Linked DNA regions of Sus scrofa: region 2 is linked to region 1. Evidence: chromatin contacts called from public Hi-C data. All regions are on one chromosome and are shown on one strand. The core of a region is the stretch at or near the end of the contact, and the rest is flanking DNA. Distances in the headings are between cores, read along the strand shown. Region 1 holds the start of NAPA (NSF attachment protein alpha). Region 2 holds the start of PIH1D1 (PIH1 domain containing 1).

What was found. Hi-C and Micro-C count contacts between places; a contact is called where the count stands out from the background.
Region 2: a Hi-C map of liver shows a contact between it and region 1, with 4 times the contacts expected there. The contact joins the promoter of PIH1D1 here to the promoter of NAPA in region 1. A contact is called at or near these places in 1 of 5 promoter capture datasets (liver) and 1 of 47 Hi-C or Micro-C datasets (liver).

The regions. Positions count from the first base shown.
Region 1 is chr6:53,273,051-53,277,107 of Sscrofa11.1, reverse strand. NAPA (NSF attachment protein alpha) reads left to right here and starts at 1,870. Exons shown (of 11, transcript NM_001244384.1): 1 at 1,870-2,057. The coding sequence starts at 1,960.
Region 2 is chr6:54,526,030-54,530,541 of Sscrofa11.1, reverse strand. It overlaps PIH1D1 (PIH1 domain containing 1), which reads left to right and starts at 1,785. Exons shown (of 9, transcript NM_001244978.1): 1 at 1,785-2,188; 2 at 2,492-2,558; 3 at 2,930-3,109. The coding sequence starts at 2,099. ALDH16A1 (aldehyde dehydrogenase family 16 member A1) reads right to left here and starts at 1,003. Exons shown (of 18, transcript XM_021094740.1): 1 at 829-1,003. The coding sequence starts at 918.

The DNA.
Region 1 (4,057 bases), core at 621-3,120:
ATGCTCCACCTTCTAGAAGGTGGAATATCCACATAATTTGAAATTATGCACAGAATATTTGCCTGTTCTCTACCATTTATTTGTTCAGTCATTTATCTCAGCATGGCTCATGGATTTATAGACTGGTTATAATCAGCGCTACTTTGTTGCTCAAAATATTCCAGCTTTGACTATTGGGAGCTCTTTCAGGTGGCTCTTGCGTCTCTTTGACATACCCCATCTTGTTTGTGTGTGTGTGAGAGAGAGACAGAGAGACAGAGATGCAGGCAGAGAGACTTCCTTTCTGGATGTACAAGAAGCTCCAGGCTCATCTTGTATGATTTCCTGCCCAGCCATTTATCCAAGGACCCCTGGTTCCTTTTAGTGGAGATGGTATTAAAACCTAAGATCTGGACGCTAGACATGGTTGAACCTGACTTTTTACCATACTCTCACCAGCATTTTTTTTTTTTAAGTGAAACCAGAGCTAGAACCTCTGCTCTCAGTTTTGCCTCTATCTCTCAGTTATGGGCATATCTCAAAGACACTGCAGGTGCAGTTGCAGATCACCACAATAACACCAGTCACAGGAGTTTTTGTTTCCCTGTGCATATAAAAGTTACCTTTACACTATCCCTGAGTCTGTTAGTGTGCCATAGTATTGTGTAAAAAAAAAAAAAGTACATATCAATTAAACGTACTTATTGCTAGAGTTCCCATCGTGGCTCAGTGGTTAACGAATTCGACTAGGAATCATGAGGTTTGGGTTCGACCCCTGGCCTTGCTCAGTGGGTTAAGGATCTGGCGTTGCCATGAGCTGTGGTGTAGGTTGCAGACGTGGCTCGGATCCCGCGTTGCTGTGGCTCTGGCGTAGGCCGGTGGCTACAGCTCCGACTGGACCCCTAGCCTGGGAACTTCCATATGCCACGGGAGCGGCCCAAGAAATGGCAAGAAGACAAAAAAAAAAAAAAAAAAAAAAAAGTACTTATTGCTGTCATCTGAGCCTTTAGCCAGTCGTAGTAGTAACATCAAAGATCACTCTTCACAGGCCGCCCTAACAAATGTAGTAATGAAAACATTTAAAGTAGTTCAAGAATTATCAAACGTGACACTGAGACGTGAAATGAGCTAATGCTGTTTGGGAAGCAGCGCAGCGCAGACACTCCTGCTCAAGGCAGGGTTCCCACAACCTTCAACTCGTCCAAAACGTAGTATCTGCAAAGGGTAATTAAAGTACAAATAAAGTGAGGTATGCTTTCTTCACTGCCCTTCCCAAGCCAGTTTCAGCATAGGTCGACAGAGGGCGCAAGAACAAGAAGACCAGTTTCCTTCTCGCCACAGACGCCTTTACAAGTGAAGGACAATAGGAGATAAGGAGCGGAGGCGGGGACTAACTACTGCGCAACGGAGCTGTCAAACCCAGGCGTGGTTTGGTCGTAACTTCCCGCACGGCCCAGGAGCTGTCACGTGAGAGGCATCGGTCAGCTGACTGGGATATAAATTCCACCGGGGAAGGTACAGGCGGAGCCAGGGTCTGGTGCTCATTGGTGGAGGCGGATCCAGCCAGGTAACACCTCGAGGAGGAGCTTGCGGGGAGGAGGAAGGGTCCTTGGCGGTGAGGACTACGATTGGCTGGCGTTGAATCACATGGGCCGTCACCCCGAGCTTCCGGAAGCGAGGCGAGCGCAGTGCGCGGACTCTTGCGCATGCGTCCAAGCACCAGGTCGCCGATTGGAAACTGAGAGTCACGGGGCGGTGTAAGGCAGCTGGCGGGGGGCGGGGCCCGCGGGGCGCGCGCCGCGCTACGAGGCCGCTGGTTGGCCAGCGCGGAGCACGTGGTGCCGGGGCGCAGGAGGCGCGCGCCGGAGCGACGTCAACGCAGCCCACTAAGCTCCCCCGACCTGTGTACCGCGGCTCTGCCGCGGCTGAGTCCTCCGAGGGTTGGGGTTCGGCGGTTTGCTGAGTACCTTTGCCGCCGCCATGGACAACTCCGGGAAGGAAGCGGAAGCGATGGCGCTGCTGGCCGAGGCGGAGCGCAAAGTGAAGAACTCGCAGTCCTTTTTCTCGGGCCTCTTTGGGTAAGAACTGCGCCGGGCAGTCGGCCGGGACCTACGCTGAGAGGACGCAGGAGTCATGGGCTGAGGCGGCGGTAGAGACGAAGGGCTTGAGCCTCGAGGATGGAGGGCGTCACTGGATTACGTGACATGGTCTAAGTCAGCAGAGGGGACGAGGCTGAGGGCTAGGGGGCCCCGGGTGTGGCAGTGGCATCATGGTTTGAGGAGAGACTGAGAAGATGGCATTACCCTGGGCTGAGGACACCCAGGCCAGGGTGACACCATCTGGAGGCGGCAAGGGGACCCAGGCTGAAGACGGGCCAGAGCAGCAGCTGGGGTGAAGAAATGGTCTGAGGCCTTGCGGGGAACCTGGCCTGCGGAGATTGAGGGAGCCTGGGAGGGCAGCCAGGTCAAGCAGCTTTTTGAAGCTCTAGGAGGACTTATTTGAAGGATCTCAGACCGGCGTCTTGAGGCCTGGGACTGAGGAGCTCTCCCGCTCTAGGGCCTCACCTTTCCAAGTCCTGAGGTGGTGGATTTGTGTGAACTCAGGGTCAGGGCTTAGGTGATCCTGGGAGTGAGGAGCCCAGGTCTGAGGTGTGTGAGGTGTCTGGGCTGAGTGTGGTCCTGGTTGCCGGGAACTAGTATCAGGGGATCTGACACCCGGGTGAGATCTGGGCGGAGGCCTCCCTGGGGTGATGGAGCGAAGGCTGATGAGGCCTGAGCTGGGAGACTGGAGACCAAGTGGGCGTGGGGGGAAATCAGTGGAGCTGGCTCGGTTTAGGACTGGGGAGGATAAAAGGAAGAGATGAGAGGAGTTCCCATTGTGGCGCAGTGGAGACGAATTCGACTAGGAACCCTGAGGTTTTGGGTTCGATCCCTGGCCTTGCTCAGTGGGTTAACGATTCGGCGTTGCCGTGAACTGTGGTGTAGGTTGCAGATGCGGCACAGATCTGGCGTGTGGCTGTGACTGGCCGGCAGCTGTAGCTCCGATTAGACTCCTAAACTGGGAACCTCCTTATGCCACAGGATTAGCCCCCCCCCCAAAAAAAAAAGGGAAGAGATGAGAAAACCAGAAGGGGCTGAAGGCCTGCTGAATGGTCCTTGAGTGAGGTTTGGGCGGGCAGTGCGAGCAGGATGAGCAGCATGCCCAGGAGAGGGCTGAAGGGGGCTGGGCCACAGACCCAACACCCACAGTGTGGCAGGCCTTTCACATAAAGTTCATGTCAGCCCATCAAAGCTTTTCTGATGGCTACCCATTGAGAAATGTTCGTGACTGAGGGGTGTCAAAAGCCCTGGGTTGAAGTGGGCTCTGCCGTTTCCTGACCTTGGGCAAGCTCTTTACTTTCCCCATTACAGAGGCTCTTAGTGATGAAATTTAGCTCAGATGTTTGCTGCTAGTATTGAATAAGAGGGCAGGCAAAGGGCTTAGAATTGAGCTGGGGGTGGAGAGGCACTGGGGCCTGATGGGTTGTACCCATGAGGTGAGCAATGTTTCATTTGAGAGGCTGAGGGCGGGGAGAGGGTACAGGTGTTTCTTCTTCCCTCGCAAGGGAGAAATTCAAGTGCGGTCTTGGGGGCTGAGGCCAAGAGCTCAGTTTTCAGTACTGGTCTTCCTGGGTGGCTCTCGGTGTCTGGTCCCTTTGGGCGGGGGACTAGTGTACCTCTGGGCCGTGCTTGGAGGGAGCAGCTAAGTCAGAGCCTGAGACATTTGCCAGCTGGTTAGGAAGGCAAGACGAACACTCGCTAAACCGGTAGTGAAGTAGACTTCTCCAGGGTGCCATTCTGCCATTGGTGTGAGGTTTTCGACCTGAGAGCGAGCTGCAGGAGCTGAAGGAAGGCTCTGGAGAGGCGGGAGCCGGGCCCCAAGGAACCCTGGGACATGCTGAGGGAGTCCGGGCCGGGGAGGGTGTTCTGGGCTGCAGGATTGTGTGAACAAAAGTCTAGCGTGGGGGAGGTTCTGCCCCAAATGACGGGGACCAGGATCCAGGGACAGCTCCTGGGAGGAGAGGCCTCCACCTGGGAGG
Region 2 (4,512 bases), core at 536-3,035, 1.3 Mb before region 1:
TCCTTCTTTCCCTCCAGGAAAGGCCAAGCTTCTCACGCCCGGGCGCTAGAGGGCCCTGTGCCTTCATGATGGCCCCGTGGGGGAATGCTGAGGGTAGTTACAGAAAATTCGAGGCACCCTACTTTTATAGGGAACCCCAAGAGCGTTCTTGGGGGACCCTGAGGGATCACGGGAGTCTTATGGAAGTCCTGAAGAATACGGAGGGGTCGCGGGAGCCCCATGGGGTTATTCTGAGGGGCTGAAGGTTATTACAGAAAGTTCTGATGTATTCTGGGGTTCTGAGAACTCCCGAGACTATAGGAACCCCACGAGTATTGAGGTGACCCTGAGGAATCACGGCGGCTCCGCGGAGGTTTTGGAGGTCTCTGGTTGATCAAGGGAGCCCCTCCAGGAATTCCGGGGAAACTCGGGAGCCATAGGATGTTCTGAGGAATCAACGGTAAGTCTACACGTGGGTTCTGAGTCCTCGGAAGATCACGGGAGCCCCCCAGGGAATCGCGGGAGGTTATGAGGGGGCCTTGATGAATCACAGGACCCCCTCGGGGGATTCTCGGAAGCACCCTCGGCGAAGCACCACCGTGAATTCTGGACCATGTAACGGGACAGCCACTGGGCCTCATGAGAAGAGACTATCGGGCTGAGGCAGCAACTCTAAGAAGCTCAACAAACCATCCTCCAGGGGTGGGTCCTAAGGAGTGGCGGGAATCGCGGGAGCTGAGAGGGGCGGAGTTACTGAGCTGCCGCGGTGGATCGTGGGAGTCCGCGCGCAAAACTCGGCTCCGAAGACTGGGGAGGGGGATGGGCAGCGCGGGCCGGGCGAGCCCTCACCAGTGCGCATGCGTGGCTCTCCGGCACGGGTCCGTACTCCAGCGTGGTGAAGATCTCGCTGGCGCGGGATCCTGTACACGTCTCGGCCATCGCGCTCCCCCGCCGCTTTCCACCGACTGCAGGGCGCTCTGCCGGAGGAAACCTCGAGGTCCGAAGGGTAGCACCGCCCCCTCCTACCCAAAGGGCGGGGCTATGGGAGATAGAGCGTAACCCCGCCCAGGACCTGGTGACCCCGCCCATGGGTCTGCGCACGGAAGTGTAGTTTGGATCATGCGCAGTCCTCAGAGCGGGGCGAATGGGGAACGAAAGTGTGAGTGACTTCAAATAGTTGTGAGAGCTCCAGCGTCTCGCTATCCTGTTTGTGTTGGATACCGGAATTGCAGTTTTTAGTCCTAAATACATTTTATCGAGAATAGAATCTAGTTCTGGAACGAGGTGGTTGTTCAGAGGTCAAAAGAGAGTCTTAGGATGGACACTGAAATTAATGTTTTTTTTTTTTTTTTTTTGTCTTTTTGCTATTTCTTGGGCCGCGCCCGCGGCATATGGAGGTTCCCAGGCTAGGGGTCAATCGGAGCTGTAGCCACCGGCCTACACCAGAGCCACAGCAACGCGGGATCCAAGCCGCGTCTGCAACCTACACCACAGCTCACGGCAACGCCGGATCCTTAACCCACTGAACAAGGCCAGGGATCAAACCCGCAACCTCATGGTTCCTAGTCGGATTCCTTAACCACTGCGCCACGACGGGAACTCCATGAAATTAATGTTCTTAAAGTGTGACAGATTTGCCCAGCTACTGGCCGGAGTCGGCTATCCGGAAGGAGCCGGAAGCGTGGCTTGAATCCCGCAGGAAGTGTGGCATTTAGTGACTATCAGGACTTTGTATTGATTGGTTGAGATGAGAGGCGTGGCTTCAGCCTTGGACTAGATTGGTCTGTGATTGGTAACGGAATACAGTTGCAGGATTGATGAAGCGTTGGGGTAGTGTGACTTACTCAAGTTCCTGATTACGCAGGGATCAAAAGAGTGGCTGTAGTTTGCACCTTTGGCACGCAGGACTTAGCATCTAGAGACACTGGCTCTTAAGAGATTTGACGACAGTATCTGGTCTGAGTGAAAGTGTCTCGGGCCAGATTCTCAGGTTTTCATACAGAATAGTGGGTGTCGCGATTTGGTTAAGGGCCCAGGAACTAGTCTCAGAGTTCAGATCCCGCCGATGGTTCCCCCACGCCGGGGTTGCTGAGGACGCCAAGGTCTCTCCCCCAGGGCCATGGCCGACTCGACGTTGCTGGTGCCGGAGCTAAACGAAGCAGAGACGATGGGCACGGAGACGACGCCTTTCGAGGAGCTGCTGCTGCAGGTGCGATTGAACGCACTCCTGGGTCCCTGGGGATTCGGGGAATACATATGTGTGTGTGTGTGTGTGTGTGTCCGTCCGTGCGGGAATTGTAGTTGTTTACCTTCAAGTTTGCTAGTCTCTGGAAGACATGGGAGCAAAATTGGGCTTGTTCTTCAGATTCCTCAAGGTAGGAAGGGGCCATAGTATGTCTTATGCCCTGCCTGGCTAGTATTCATAAAAATTGCTCAGTAAACATTTGCGAAACGAATGAGGGGGTTCTGATAGCACAAAGGCCAAACTTGAAAATTGCTTTCCTTCACACAGGCCTCCAAGGAGCTCCAGCAAGCCCAAACAAGCCGACCAGAATCTACACAGATACAACCTCAACCTGGTGAGAAAGACAGAAACGTAAAGAGAAAGAGATAGTGTCCCAGAGAGAGGTGGACCCTGACTGGGGGGCAGGGGACACAGGAAGAGGAGGGAGGGAGGAGAAACAGTAATGGTGGGGTAGAGAGGCTTTGAGCGGGAGGAGTGATGGAGACCCAGAGAGCAGGGAAGGGGCCAAGAGCCAAAGAGAGGCAGGGAGGACAGGTGTGACCAGCGGGACGAAGACTCAAAGGTAGTCAGAAATTCCAGGGCGGGGAGGGGAACAGCCCCAGAGAGTGGAGGACTAATACTCAAGGAGGGCGACAGATCAGAAGAAGGCTGGACCCCGAGATCCAGGCAGCAACAGAGGGTCACGGCCAAACCCATTTGCTCCAGGTTTCTGCATAAAGACCAACTCATCTGAAGGCAAGGTTTTCATCAACATCTGTCACTCTCCCTCCATCCCTCCTCCGGCTGACTTGACTGAGGACGAGCTGCTTCAAATGCTGGAGGAGGACCAAGCCGGGTTCCGCATCCCCATGAGTCTGGGAGAGCCGCATGCCGAACTGGATGCAAGTCAGTGCCTTGAGAGGCCCCAGGAATCTAGTCCTCTTGGTCCTTTCTTCCCAAGGATCCAAGAAGCCAGGGCCTGAGACCCTGGCTTCCCCTTCAGGACCTAGAAACCCGGCCTCCTGATCTGATCCTCTTCCCCGTGGCATATCCCAAGCCTTCTGGCATCCAGCACCTGCACTGGACAGTCCCGGTTCTGGTCACCTGGCCAGGCTGACTCTTCTCCCTGCTCTATCCCAGGGCGAGAGAGGGCTGGGCAGGTGCTCCTTAGCTGATCTCCTGGCTGGAGTCCCCGGGCAGCTCACATGTGTCCCCTGAAGCTTCCTGGGATGAAGCTTTGGCCAGTGCCCTGGGGAGTAGGGACTCATCAAATCCAGAAGCTGCCCTTGAGAAACTCTTAGTCTTGGATGAGGGCAAAGGAGGCAGATGCGATTTCCATACGGTGTGATTCTGTGCCCCGCTGGAGGAGGGTCTTCACTTGCACTGAGGGATCAGGGAAGGCTTCCTGGAGGAGGAGGAGGTGTTGGGTATAAGATCTGAAGGAACCTCAGGAGTTCATCAGGCCAAGACAGAGAAGAGGGTTCTCAGCAGAGGACAGAGGGGTCCAGAGGCTGGAGGGAATGATCGAATTGGATTGGTCAGTAATTCAGTAATTTCTTTCCAGACCAGAAGAAAATTTTTTTTGAGGGCTGCACCCTTGGCATATGGAAGTTCCCAGGCTAGGGGTTGAATTGGAGCTGCACTTGCTGGTCTACACCACAGCCACCAAATCCAATCCACAGCTGCAACCTATACCACAGCTCACAGCAATGCCGGATCCTTAAGCCACTGAGTGGGGGCCAGGGACGGAACCTGCATCCTCGCGGATACTAGTTGGGTTCGTTTCCTCTGAGCCCCAGCAGGAACTCCTACTGGAAGAAATTTAAAGGAATGAGGGGTGTTCTCGTTGTGTTTGGCGGTAACAAACCTGACTAGTATCCATGTGGGTGTGGGTTCCATCCCCAACCTCGCTCACTGGGTTGGAGATCCAGCGCTGCCTTGAGCTGTGGTGTAGGTCGCAGACCCGGCTCGGATCCCTTGGTGCTGTGGCTGTAGTGTAGGCTCCCAGCTGCAGCTCCAATTCGACCCCTAGCCTGGGAACTTCCATATGCCAAGGGTGCAGCTCTAAAATAATAAAAATGAATGAATAAAGAATTAAAAATAAAGGGATGCCCTCATTGGGAAAGTGAGCTTTCTCTCCAGAGGGGAGGGGCAGACCACACCCCCGACCGGTGCTGGGGAGCCCTGGGAGGGCTGTGAGCAGAGGCGGGGCAGGGTCAGCTCCGGACCCGATGGGGAAGGACGGGAGAGGAAGGCAGGAGGCCTGCGCGTGCAGATCTCGGCTTCCTAACCCTCTCCGGGTCTGTGGC